Regions from separate parts of the Mus musculus genome. Here all the other regions are linked to region 1. Evidence: chromatin contacts called from public HiChIP or PLAC-seq data. All regions are on one chromosome and are shown on one strand. The core of a region is the stretch at or near the end of the contact, and the rest is flanking DNA. Distances in the headings are between cores, read along the strand shown.

The links. HiChIP or PLAC-seq counts read pairs in DNA pulled down with a chosen protein or histone mark.
Region 2: a contact with region 1 is called in an HNF4G HiChIP or PLAC-seq map of pancreatic cancer cells. The contact joins two enhancer-like sites. A contact is called at or near these places in 1 of 15 datasets of contacts at CTCF or cohesin (the NIH/3T3 cell line), 2 of 484 Hi-C or Micro-C datasets (cortical neurons and uterus) and 2 of 115 datasets of contacts at active chromatin or transcription factors (embryonic stem cells and pancreatic cancer cells).
Region 3: a contact with region 1 is called in an HNF4G HiChIP or PLAC-seq map of pancreatic cancer cells. The contact joins two enhancer-like sites. A contact is called at or near these places in 2 of 115 datasets of contacts at active chromatin or transcription factors (embryonic stem cells and pancreatic cancer cells).

What each region holds. Positions count from the first base shown.
Region 1 is chr1:194,104,671-194,109,265 of GRCm38.p6, forward strand. No RefSeq gene overlaps it. Among named protein-coding and RNA genes, the nearest start is that of 4930503O07Rik, 120 kb to the right of the region's middle. Within about 2 kb of position 2,796, at least 18 of the 459 cell types and tissues checked have an H3K27ac peak or open chromatin away from gene starts, as enhancers often do. A contact at or near this core is called in pancreatic cancer cells, where this site is marked.
Region 2 is chr1:193,447,133-193,451,727 of GRCm38.p6, forward strand. No RefSeq gene overlaps it. Among named protein-coding and RNA genes, the nearest start is that of Gm31753, 29 kb to the right of the region's middle. RefSeq lists an enhancer at 2,197-3,053. Within about 2 kb of position 2,604, at least 113 of the 459 cell types and tissues checked have an H3K27ac peak or open chromatin away from gene starts, as enhancers often do. A contact at or near this core is called in pancreatic cancer cells, where this site is marked.
Region 3 is chr1:194,673,236-194,677,830 of GRCm38.p6, forward strand. The region is part of intron 3 of Plxna2 (plexin A2); the gene reads left to right. Among named protein-coding and RNA genes, the nearest start is that of Gm46202, 44 kb to the right of the region's middle. Within about 2 kb of position 2,731, at least 50 of the 459 cell types and tissues checked have an H3K27ac peak or open chromatin away from gene starts, as enhancers often do. A contact at or near this core is called in pancreatic cancer cells, where this site is marked.

The DNA.
Region 1 (4,595 bases), core at 1,546-4,045:
TACTACTAGTCTTACCACATCTCCATACTATGGACTCTTATTCTAGGATTACTTGAGTTGCATTGCTCATGGTGTTTTATCAGAACAACAGAAAAGTAACTAACATGAAGATATGGGTCATGGCTATGAGAAACATCCCTCAGTACCCAGTTCCAAAGATCTTGTTGGAGTTGAGAGAGATTGTTGGATACAGGCCTTCTTGACCCAGAAGCCAAGAAATTTCAATGAATTGTCCTTGACTGATGTCTTAGTTTGGGTTTTATTACTGTGAAGACACACCATGACCATGGCAACTCTTATAAAGGAAAACATTTCATTGGGACTGTCTTACAGTTTCAGAGTTTTAAAGTTCATTATTGTCACAGTGAGAAGCACAGTGGCATGCAGGCAGACCTGGTGTTAGAGAAGGAGCTGAGAGTTCTACATCTTAATTCTCAGGCATCAGGAGACTGTGTGTCCCACAGGGCATAGCTTGAGCATAGGAGACTCCACAATAACATGCTTCTTCCAACAAGGGCATCTCTTAATAATGCCACTCCATATAGGGCCAAGCATTCAAACACATGAGTCTATGGGATTATTCCTATTCAAACTACCACAGCTGCTTTTATTAAGACTCATTTGGACTAAAAAATGAGCCATACCTGCTCTAGGACTTCAATGAAGCTCTGCCTATACCATATCTCTCACCAGGACAGTGTGACTTCGATCTCTTTAGACCTCCCAGCAGACCTGGAAACAAGCTGTAAATTTCCTTCAGTCTGCTGCAGGCTTTCCTGGCATGGTCCAGCCTCCTGACACCATCAGTTAACATGAGCCAGCATAGCATCCCTCCTTCCATGCCAAGATTCTCAGAAGGCCATGATGAAGGTGGCTTTCCTGGTTCTCCAGGAGCAGGTGCCCACCAAGGAGCTGAGTGCAACCAAAGCAACTGTGCCAGAGATTATCCCCCCAAAGCAAGGCTGGCCTGAGATAGTTCAACAGTGGCTCCTCACTCTGTAGCCATCTTTTCTTAGCTGGGGATACTGAGCTCTGTTTACCCTCCCCCTACCCATCTCTGCCTTCTAACCAATCATCTTTCTATCATCAGTTAACTGTAAAGAATGCCTTGGGGTAGGAGACACTACCCAGACAAGACACAGAAAACAGGTAACAGACTGGAAAGAAAGGGCCAGTAGATCATATTTGGGATTCATTTTAAGTAATTCTGTTTTGGCTCCACTGCCAAGGAGAAGAGAGGTGTGTGAAAGTTCTATAAACCATGATGCGCTAGTGAGCTGGCTGAAACCTGCTGACGGTATCAGAATACTCCATTTTTAATATCAGAAGAGATGAATGATGACAGACACTTTCTAAATTGTTAGTTCCAGTTTCTAGCACCACAGACAGGGTGAGTGGCTGTGGGCTTAGTGCCTGTGTTTGGCCTGAAGAAACAGAACTGAGCCAGGATGAAAACGTAATCACCAGCCCCCTATGCAGTAAATACCCTTAATAAATTCCTTAAGCAGGAAAAAAAAAAAAGAGGGTCCTGAGATAGGTCCAGCTGAATTAGGTACCATGTTCTAAATTATTAAACTAATTCTCCATTTAACCTGTTCTAAGCTCAGTCAAGAGATACATGCCTCTCCAAGCATCTTCAGTTCCTTCAATAATCCCTGTACCATTGTCCCTACAAGAGAGAAAAGAGAATCTTGCTGAGCCGGGATTCTAAGTTCCTACCTTCACTCACCTTTTGGATTCTGCTGGTTTCTTGCACTGAGATTTCTGTTACCAGTTGTCACTACTAGACCACATGTACATGTGGACTGCCCACCTGGTTACTGAATGCTCTCACAGCTGCTTATCAGTTCTGTTGTTACTGGTCTGTTTTAGAAACTCTTGTGCCCAGTGTGGAGCTCTGGCACACCAAGCTAGACCACAGATGGAGGTCTTGGATTGAAATCGGGCATTTGACCAGTTTGACTCCCTTATTCTCTCTTATTCCATCCTCACCCAGGAAAACCACTGTACATTTGTATCTATTGAACCTTCTTAGGGAGGGTTGCATGACTGCCGTGGGTACAAGAGAAAGACAGTGTGAGTCAGATCATAGAAGTGCTCATGGAAGATAGTCAATGCCTGGTAACCCAGTCAGCCTACCAGGATTCCACTACAATCCCAACCCCAAGGCCCTTTCTGGGGAGCTTATCAGATCCCTCAGCAGCTGCCCAACCCTCACTTCTTTTAGCTAGGCCACTCTAGGGACTTCTGTGGTGCCTATCATGGAAATAAAGGGACAGAGAGAGGCCACTGTGTTAGGTCTGAGTTGCCAGCTTCTGTCTGCTCTGCTCTGCTCTGCTCTGCTCTGCTCTGCTCTGCTCTGCTCTGCTCTGCTCTGCTCTGCTCTGCTCTGCTCTGCTCTGCTCTGCTCTGCTCTGCTCTGCTCTGGAATGATGCTGCCTAGGGAAGGTTTCTCTCTTACCACCCACATGTGCTCCCACTGAGCATAAGTGATTGGGATCTAGTTGGTTAAATTTCCTTTCAAAACTTGGAGAAGAGGGTCATGGCCAGTGGTTGACTAGTAGTCCTGAAACTGCCCTCCAAAGTCACCATAAATCTACATCAGAGGAGGAACGGGGTCTAGCACCACCTTGGGAACCTGCCTACAACCCTAATGCAGAATTTACCTCTAAATTTTGATCCCAGAATGGACTGAACCTAAGTATTTATGAAGTACCTGTTTTGTACTATGCTCTGCTCTAACCAGGAGGAAACAGCCATTAGCTCAAGTCGAAAGTCTACCCCTAAGTAAAGCACAGATTGGCAAAGACAGGGGAAATGTGTATGCTTAGCTGGGTGGGGCAAGTACTGTGACAGTAAAGATCAATGGGGTGCCGGAAGGTTTGTTTTTCCTTATTTTTCCCCTACTCAGATTAGAATGAGATGATCCAGGAAAAATAATCAAGGGACTCTTGAGAAAGGTGTGTGTGAATAAAAATGAGATTTCCAGAGTTTTTCAGGTATAAGCACAGGCAAGAACCAATGAGGTAGGTACAATCCATTATTCCCAAGGAATTGCTGAGTCACAGGGCCCACAAAGCCAGTCACACTGAGTAAGCTGTAACATACAGGACATAAGTGAATACCTTCCCAGCACTTTTTTGCTTTCAAAAACAACCAGAGAATGGAGTGGGGTTAAGGGCAAGAAGAAAGCAGATACACATTACTTACTGGCATAATGCTAGGGATCCATAAGGGTGGCTTAGGCCAAATACAAGGTATCAAGCAAACACTAAAAGTGGGTTGATTTTTAAAGTATAGCCAAGGATGATAGCTTGAGTATGTGTGGGTTAGGGGATAAAGGGAAATAGAAAGAGAGAGAGAGAGAGAGAGGAAGGAGGAGGAGGAGGAGGAGGAGGAGGAGGAGGAGGAGACAGCAGACAGACAGACAGCAGGCAGACAGACAGACAGACAGACAGAATTCTCCTAACTTCTCCCAAAAGATCCTATGGTGTCTAGGTACCTAAGGGGTCAGACTAGATGCTCAGTTTTTAGAGGAGACTTAGCCCTTACTCTACATAGAGACAGGCAGAACTTTCTTGGCCTCAGGCAAAGGGCAGGGATTAGGGGATAATTCACTAGACATAAACAACTTAAATGAGCAGGCCTAAAGGATTAGCCTCCCACTAAAGTCCACAAAAGCTCGCCCTCCTTTGTAGGCTTCTGCTGGATTCCAGATGAGATCCTTGCGCCTGGCAAACTCTCAAAAGGAGCTCTTAGATGTAGCTATTGAACACACTCCTATGTCCTACTTACTCCTTCTGGGTGAGCTCAGGACACTGAGCTATTTATTTGTATTTTTTTAAAGCAGGGGAGTTTATGATCTTCCCTGCACAGGGAAGAAAATAGCTAGGTTTATTAAAGTAGTCATAAAAGAAGGAAAGTTAATAAAACAGAGTTGGGGGAAACCAGGGAGCCACAGGCATGTGGAGTGGGACGATTTAAGTGTTCTGAGCAGCCCCGTTTACCCCACTCTCTCCCTTGTCAGCTATCACCACAGCATTTTCAGTTGCATCAGCGACTTTCCATCTCATCTTTCTTTCTCACGGGTAGTTTTGAAACCTAATTTCAATCTGGTTGGATGAGAGGCCAGCCCTCGACTGGAGCAGGGCTTCCACAGCAATCTGGTGCTCTGTCCTGTCTACTTCAGTTTTGAGCTGTTAAATGATAGATGGTGGAGGGAGACTTCTCAGAGCTGCATAGGAGAGAGTCAGCTTTATCAACCCCACCCCAGAGAGACAGTAAAGTTGCTTCTAAGTGCTGAGATAAAATGGAAGGTTTGGGGAGTAATACCATGGTTTGAAATGGTTTCCCATCTCCTCTATTGTAATAGGAGATGCATCCTTTTTCTTGGGAGGATAGGGTATATACAGACTCATCTCAGTCTGCCCTTTGTAGCATTCCACAGCCTCTTTCTCCTTCCCCTTCCTCTTCTGGTATCTGTTATTCAATGAGATGGAATATGTAAGGCCTTTTAAAAGATAACCACCACCACACTCAACTGTAATACACCTTACAATAGAATAGGGACCTTACAATAGAATGGGGACCAGCAG
Region 2 (4,595 bases), core at 1,354-3,853, 660 kb before region 1:
TTCTAGCTGGGGACTAAGGCTTCGTTCGATGCACATTTAGTCTGCAGCTGGTAGCACTGTTTTAAGAGTTTCTTTTAAGAAGTGGGTTTTAGCAAGAGGAAGTGGGTTGCTGTATGGTGGGCCTGAGTTCTCTCTCTTTCTCTTTCCCTCTTTCCCTCCCTTTTTGCTTCCCCCCAAACTGCTAAGATGTAAAGTGTTCCAGTGGCATTCCTTTGCCACTGCTGTGAGCCATATACTATCCATCAGGCCTCTTGTCAGGGTGAGAAGAGTAACCAGTATATGTGACCTCAGTGAGACATGACCTCCTGTCTTCAGTTCCAGCCTCCTTCACACTCCAGAGTGGTGTCTGCTCTGTGAGTCCCCAAGCCTTTGTAGTACTGTCGGTATAGACTGCCTCACTTATGAGGTATCTCTACTGCTGGCTTCGGGTTAACATTTTGTTTGCTTAGTCATTAAGGTACGACTCTGTTTTGCAGCTTCTAACATTTTGTTGCTTGTATCATTTTGTTTCTATGCTTTTGAGAACCTGTGCTTTGAAAATCCCTTTGCAGTAATATTAACAAGGCTGCGAGAACAAGCAAAAGTAACTGCATGTTTGATCACTCCTTATTTAGAATTCTTTATTCTCTTCCTTTGGATTAAAACCACCCAGGATAGTCTAATCATAGCAGGCTTTAGTCATCTCTCTACCATCTGCACTTTCAGAGCCTTCTCTGAAGATAGATTGTGTGTGTGTGTGTGTGCACATGCATATATTTGAGACCGTGCAGACATATGCATGTACGAGCATGCCTGCAGACCCTAAAGCTACGGTTTTGCTGGATTCCCTGAGAATGTATTGCAGCATAGCAAATGGGTATCACATGTGACATATTGTAATATATGCACGGAGGTATAAAGCATACCCATGGCTTTGGCCTTAGTTCATTCCACAGAGCAAGAGGAAATTTTAACCTATAGAATCACATAGTGTAGAATTCGACAGCTTTTCAGTTGCATCAGGGTTGAGTGTTATAGGATTGGATTGGTGCAGTGGGGGACATTCAGGTTTAAAGTACACTAACTTGAAGCCTTTTGTTGCCTATCATTTCATCTTTCTCAGCCTCCATTTTCACACCTATAAGGTGGGGTGGGTGGCCTCCTGGTAGACCCCAGTGTAACCTCTTACACCATAGAATAAAGAGGTTACAGAATAAAGACTATCAAAGGTGGCTCTGAGGTTAAGAGCAGTAGCTGCTCTCCCAGAGGCCCAAAGTTTAGTTCCCAGCATCCACAATGAGTGACTTAAAGCTGTTTATAACTCCAACTTTACCCGTTGCCTTTGGCCTCCTCAGATACCTGTGATTACATGTACACACACACACACACACACACACACACACACACATGGACGGATGACAGAGGTCATCCTGGGTGTGATTCTTCAAGAGCCCTACATTGGTTTTTTTTGAGACAAGGTCTCTCACTGAACCTGGTACTCACAAATAAGGCTAAGCTAGCTGTCCAGTGAGCCCTAGGGATCCTCTTGTTGCCCCACCCCAGTGCTGGGACCATAGGCCCACCATAATTGTTGGTCTACCTCAGTGCTGGGACCATAGGCCCACCACAACTGTTGGCCCAACCCAGTGCTGGGACCATAGCCCATCATAAGTCCTGTACTGTTTAGTTTTGTCAACTTACACAAACCTAGTCATATCTGGGGAGAGGAACTGCAACTGAGAAAACACCTCCATTGAATTGGCCTATGGGTACATCTGTAGAGCATTTTCCTGATTAATGATTGATGTGGGAAGGCCCAGCCCACTGTGGGTGGTACCATCCCTAGGCAGGTGGTTCTGGACTGTATAAGAAAGGTAAGATAACTGTGGGCCTAAGAACAGCCGCTAAGCAGCACTCCCACATAGTTCCTGCCCCTGCTCCTGCTTGAGTTCCTGCCCTGACTTCCTTCAATAATAGTCTGAGGTAAGGATGTATAAGCCAAACAAACCCCTTCCCCCAGGCTACTTTGGGCCGTGGTGGTTATCACAGCAATAGAAGGCAGACTAGGATAATGTTCAACTTTTACCTGGGTGTGAGACCAAACCCAGGCCTTCATGCTTGTGTGACTTTATTGATTTTTACATGCTTTATTGGCAGTCCTGACTGAACAGCCCTTTAATGTCTTAATTTCCTCACTGCTGAGAGGAGGGACCTTGAGCATGTTGACATTTTCAGGTTGGTCCTGCAGAACAATACACGGAATCAGAATTGCTGCTTGGTAAGATGTAGATCCCCAGCGCTCCCTACTCCAGTCAGAGTCTCTGGCAGGGAAGGAACTCCAGTCTGTGCTGTAATGGCTTCCTGGGACTATGCCAGTGCCTTCCTTATCTAGCATTGTGCTGTCAAGTGGCTCTCCAGACAGACTGAAGTGCCAGTTAGCTGGTCAGTGGAGATGGCTGCCAGTGCCTGGGGTAGGAGTTGGGAGTCCTGGGATGATGATGGAAGAGTTTGTGGGATTCCATCAGGCCAGTGAGGTTGAAAGTTGGGCTTCCTTAGTCATGACAGGAGATACAAATCTGCCGGAAAAATCCATTTCCTCTTATGTCCACAAGGGGTCAGTAAAACATCAGGTCTGTCTTTGTTTAAATTTCAGAACAAAAGAATTTTGGCAATGCAGGACAGGCCAGATAAGCCTTATTTATGGCTAGCTTCCCAGCTTCTGAGCGCCTCTAAGAATCACTCTTTTCGGAGGGAAGTGCATTAGCCCACAGGCCTGAAAACTTACTTTCAACCTTTTCTAAAATAACTGTCCTGGGGGCTCCGGAAGTCACTTTAAGATAGAGAAAATTCCGAGCCTTGTATTTCCTGAGGGTGTCTCTTTAGAGTCGTTCAGGATGGCTGGGCAGCTGCTGGAGGGCCTGTAGCAGAGTTGTTAGGCAGAATAGTTGGGCAGCCACCTGAGGACCTAGGGCAGGATTACTAGCCCAGTTTTGGAGGCTCTAAGAGGCTACAATACCTCACTGAAGATGCAAAGTATTGGAACTGAGTCAGACACCATCTGCTACCTCTTTGTCCAGGGCCATCTTCATAAAACCCTGGTTGTCTTTTATTATCACCTTGTCTGAGTTCAGAAGTTTTTTGTTTTTTTGGTTTTTTCTTTCTTTTTTTTTTCTCTTGCTCAGTTTTCCTTCATTTAGAAGCACAGCCACAGGGTGAACATGGAAGGGCCTGATGTACCATTCCCTTCCTGGGCTTTTGTGCCTCCCTGACATAAGATCTGAGAGCTATCCACAGTGACTGATGCACCCCAGGTGATCGCCTAGGGGCGTAGAGCTTTGAAGGTCCTTCCTCCTGTCCCCACGCCCTCCTTCCCTCCTGTATGCTGGTGGCTAAGGACAGATGAGCTACAAATCTGTAAAGTGCCAGGTCACAGAATTCTGTAAGCGCCAGACACTTGACTCCAAGAGCTCGTAACGATCAACACTGGTAAACTCATCAATTAATTAATCAGCTTGTTTGCCAGACCTCACAAGAGGAACTCTGACACACTGGGCATTTTCCTGGGCATGGGTGTTTCATAGCCGAATATGATGTGGGCTTTGCTACGAAGGAAATATGTTTCAAGCAGAGTTTCAAGCAGAGAATGTCAAAGATAAAATCAATGGCCCTGGTGCACCATGGAGAGGGTTGTAGTGGGAAGATAAAGGAACATGACATGAAGCCTCTCCCACCTGGTGGGGGAAGAGCTGACAAATGACATTTCCTAAGCATCCATGAGAGAATCCATGTGGGGTTAGTGAGGGGTGGTTTGAAAGACAAAGTTAGGAAACCTCTCTGTACATACACCTGGGCCACATTCCCTCACAGAGCCCCTGTAGCTAAGCAACGTGGTGGCCCACCCCTATTCGACAGGATGATGTGTGTGTGTGTGTGTGTGTGTGTGTGTGTGTGTGTGTGTGCAGGCTCCTTGAGAAGGACTGAATGAAGCAAGCCTTCCTGCTCCCTCGGTCTCTGACTGCTTGTCTCTGCCCCAAGGGTCCTGGAGGTTGGGAGTGAGTCCTGAACATCAGTTCCCTGGCATCCACTCAGAGCCCAGCTTGCTAGGATTCTGGAAGACCAGGTCTAGATGGGTGCAGGTCTCTTTGGCAGAACGTGTGCTGGGAGATGACTTACAGTTTCTTATACCAGGAAAACTCCTTCCTTTTTCTCTTTTTTTTCTTACTGGGAAGCAATTTATCTAGATTTTCCCAAGCCCATTCTAGAATTAAAATGGAAACTCTAGAGTCCTTAGGATGCCCTCCCTCTGGGCCAGCTGGGTGGCTAAGGTATTCTTTGGTTCTTCCCCTCTTTAACATGTTTCTGGTACACACTGCATCTGTCGTTTCTCTTTGCTGGGAGCAGAGGTGGTTTTGATTAGGATGAGGGCAAAGCTTTGCTCCATAGGCCTGCTTTGCAGTACCCAACTCTATTACACTCTTCTTTGGGGAATTTCTGCTCACACCCCCTGTGGCTTTGAGCTCTCTGTAGTGGATGATTCATCCTGGTATAAGAACCATTGAAATCTCTCTCCCCCTTCTTCCTCCCCTCCTGCTCCCCTCCCCCCACCCATCATGATT
Region 3 (4,595 bases), core at 1,481-3,980, 570 kb after region 1:
CAGAGAGAACATCTTGCTGCCATTTTCCCATAGCAATGACTGTTGTGATCTCTCTTAGGAAGACTTGGCTGGGAACTCTTCAGGTTTGCCTGGATGAGGTTAGTTCTAGAGAGTGGAAGCAGAGAAGGACAGATATTTTGATGTCATGTGATTATGGCATTTTCTTTGACAGGCATTCAGGCCCTGTGGCTTTTTATCTCTAAAACCAGGAGTCTAGTTTCTTATTATCTCTCTCAGACTAAAGAATGTAATTTAACCTCTCTGAGCTAGGTAACAAAAATTATCTTTCTCTTCTTGTTTGGTAGCATACCCCTTCCAGTCTGAGATCCATTACCATTTCCAGATGTGGAATAACTGCAGTGCTAATCACTCCTGAGTTTTGCTGGGTTACCTTTCCAGGGTCTCTAGGCCCTTTAATTTAATCATCATGGTAGTCACCAGCAATAAAGAAAGCATGGGGTATGCCAAGCTAAGAAGTACAGGGACTTGCCCAAGAATAGCAGATTTTGTGTAATTCTACTTCAATTAAAAATAAAAACAAAAATATATATACTGAAAATTGTCTTGCTGTGTTCCTGCATTTTCACGGGAGCACAGTTCACTGACTATGCTCCATACTAACTTCTCTGCATGTATAGAGTCACCTCTTTCCCATACAATTTCCTTCCTCAGCCTCTGCCTTCAAGATGCCCTCCTAAACACTGATTAAACAGCTGATGTGGCACCTGCTGCCTTCTCCATAACATGGATAACAGCCCAAGTTTACAGCATATATGAAATGAGGAAGGCCACAGAGGTGGAATCAGCTTTGGTTTGGTTTTATTATTTTATGGTTTGTTTTTCTATTACTTTTGCTCTGTATGTGTGTGTATACACACATACATACACACACTATATATATGTACATATATACATATGTACATATATATGTATATATATATATATATATATATATATATATATATATATATATATATGTTGCATTTCCACCCTCTATTTATAAATTGCCTTCTCTTAACTCCAACTTTGAAAACCAATGAAAGAAAACCTGTTTCAAGATTAAATATTATGTCAACATGTGCCTAGGATCTTAATACCTCCAAGAAAAGTCACAGGGGCTATCTCCTCCTATACAAGGCTTTAATAGTGGAGAGAGTAAAGATAAAATGGAAGAGCCATTCCAGCCTTTACCCCCTTCCTTCCTGGGCCTCATTCCAACAAATGCTGATGCAGGGCAATGCAGACAGTGAAAATATTCACTGAAAGAAAACAGATAGTCCCCTGAAAGCCATTCCCAAGGTCTTTCCCATTTCTAGTACCTCTCCTTTTTATTAATGGTGTCCTCATCAGGAGATGTACCAAATCTTTGTTTGTAACCCTAATGGCAGTTAAACCTGATACCTGCTTTCTATATATGTTCTACCATCCACCCACAAGATATGGTACCTACTGTAAAGCCACAAAGGATTCCATTCTCACCTGTACCAGTCCCTCAGCATGAGGCTCCCTTGACCTGCTCATTCCTCTTGGTATCAGCTGGAACTTGGATATAAGACCCGTTATTGTTTTAACGTAATGGGTCAAAAGCAATAGTTTTTTTTTTTTTTTTTTTTTAATCTTCAGAAACAGATCAACAGGAATAAATAAAGCAGCAGCTTTAAAAAGCCAAGTCGTGTTTGCCAAGGGTCGGGAACTGGAGGAATTAGGTTCCTGATGGCAGTTCTGCTAAGGTCTAATTGTGTTTGTAGAGCCCATCAAACCAATGAGTCTGCTGTTTTGTGTGTGTGTTTGTGTGTGTGTGTGTGTGTGTGTGTGTGTGTGTGTGTGTGTGTGTGATTAAAACGTTTCTGGAGAATTCTTGCCAAGTCTTTAGAAGGTATATATGCACGTGTATGCATGCGCTCATACACACTTGCACACACATGTGTATATATATGTAAGTACATGGTACATGTGAGGAGGAAGAGACTCTGGAATAGAAACCTGATCTGGGAAATTTCTGCAGTATCTCTGACCCCTGAGAAAAAGAAATGGGAGTACCAGGAAAAGTGCCCTTGGCCTAAACCCAGGACCCATCCTGGACAAAGCCTCTTAATGAAATCCAGGCTTTGAGCCACAAGTTTATCTTTAACTCTTAAGTTGGGTTCTTGGAACCTAAAGGATAATCTAGAGGAAATCACCTGAAATGTGGGGTCCTGAGTAACTTTATCTTCAAAGCAGAGTGTAAGAGCAAGTATGCTATTTTTGAAAATGTGGGGGTGCCTGAAAGAAGGAAAGGCACAGCTTCAAATTCATTTTTGTTCCTCCCCCACCCATGGGAAATGGGCTCAGTTGTACTTTTGGCCTTAGAGGAACACAGACCCTGATTTAGAGACTCTGGAGCCTGTTTTGCTGGGACCATCTGTTGGCTCCTTGGAGCCTGTAGGAACAGCTGAGGCTTACAGAGAAATTGGATGAAAGATTCTTTCCAGAAATCTCCCTGGAGCACCATGTTGCATGTGTGTACACACATGTGTAAGCACTCTCCTATCTTTTGCTCTAGCAAGGGACCTCCTGGGGTAGGTAAGCAGCCCCTGCCTGTAGGCGGCTTGCTGGGTGTGCCCTGTGCCTGCCTTTGACATCTCTCATTCCATCTTCATCATGTCAACAATTTTCAAACCAAGTGAAGCATTACTGCATCATCACAGCTTGGGTCCCCCAGCATGTTTCTGCCTACACTGCCTAAGTGGTGGCCAGAGGCAAAATGAGTAAGCCAGTTAATGACACCACACCCACCTTATCTAGGGCTGGGCTTGGTATACTTTCTTTGACTTTTTCTAAGCAGGGGTGTGGATTTGAGGCAAAATGTTATTGCAAAACCTGTTCGGCTGTAGCTGCTTGCTGGATTTCTCCTCTGCTATGCATAGCTCAGCTCCTCCCAGGTGGGTTGAAAAGTTTAGTATTGGAGAGAGACTCGTGGGCTAAAGCTTGCAGGCTGACAGAAAGAAGGTTCTTATGCCCTCTCCCCACCCCATCATTTCAACCCACCATACCCATCCTTAGGGTTACAGTTGTCTCATTCCTCGGGAGCACACTGTGAATATCTAGGGAGAATAAAAAATAGAAACTAGACTATAGTAAGAACTTTCTAAACTATTTTTGAAATCTTCATATAAGTATATTCTGTGTGCTGAGCATATTTCCCCATTCCTCTAGTCTTGCTTTCCTTCCGACCCCTCCACAATCTCCTTTTGTCCCATAGAGAATTTAGTCATACATACATACATGATTTTATATGACTATATAAAGTCTAGGAACTTCCAATGAAGAAAACATCTGATGTTTGTCTTTCTGAGACTGGCTTAATTCATTTATTGCGATTATCCATTTTCTTATAAATAATATAACTTTGTTGTTGTTGTTGTCTTTAATGGCTGAAAGTAAGTCCATTGTGTATATGCCACATTTTTCTTACGAACTCCTCTGTTGGTTCCCTAACTTAGCTGTTGCGCATGGTCAGTACTGTAGTAAACACCCTTGTGCAGGTGTCTCTGTGGTATGCTGGCTTAGGGTCCTTTGAGTAAATACTCAGAAGTAGGATGAACTGGCTTATATAGAAGATTTATTTTTAGCTTTGAGAAACCTCCATACTAATTTCCATAATGGCTGGACTAATTTACTCTCTGACCAGCAGTGCATAAGGGTTTTCTTTGGCCATTCTTGCCAGAATGACTTGGTTTTTGTTTTCGTAATGATTGAAATTCTGAGTAGGCTGAGATGAGACCTCAGTGGAGTCTGATTTGCTTTCCTCTGATGTTGAGTAGTCTTGAATATTTTTTCTGTTGTCCTTTTGCAAACTATGCGTTTATTTTACTAGTGTGTTTACTGATTGTGTTGTTTGGTTTCTTTCTCTTTAGTTTTTTTTTTTTAAGTTCTTTGTATATTATAAATATGAGTCTGTGGTCAGGTGGTAAAGGTGTTCTCCTATTCTATAAACTGTCTCTTCTCTTAATTGTCCAGTAAAGAACTTTCTAGTATGGCACTGTCATAAAGGTAAAGTATTCTATATGGTTAGTGGCTAGTTCACTACGTAGTACCATCCCATAGTGTAAGGTAGAAACAATGATAGCGTGCCCTCTACCCCTCAGCTGCCCAGGCAAAAGGAACAGTTTCTTATTTGCCTCTGAGGAAGCCAGTTTCCCAGTCCCAAAGATCACATAAGCCCTTTCTGTGATCTGTTTCCCAGGCAAAAGAATCTAAGGGGCAAAGTGTTCAAGAGTGAGGCCCCTGCTCCCCACAGGATGCCCCACAGCATGGGACCAGGCAGGGGCTTAGTGCAGTGGGGCTACAGCCCCCTACATCTGCTTGCCCCCATCTCTGCTTTTCTTTCTTTTTTTTTTTTTTAACATAAGCTTTCTTTCTTAGCTGCTGATGGTCAGTAGAGTCCAAGAGGCCTGCAGGCCTGTTTCCACCTCCCTCTGCTCCTTTTCTCTCCCTCCTTCCCTGTGGAGGAAGGTCAAAGAAGAAAGAAGAAATAAAGAATGGAAGACAGAGTGAGGGTGAAATGGGATGTTGGTGACATTGAAGAAACTGGCTCCATAAGGCTCTCTGCCCTC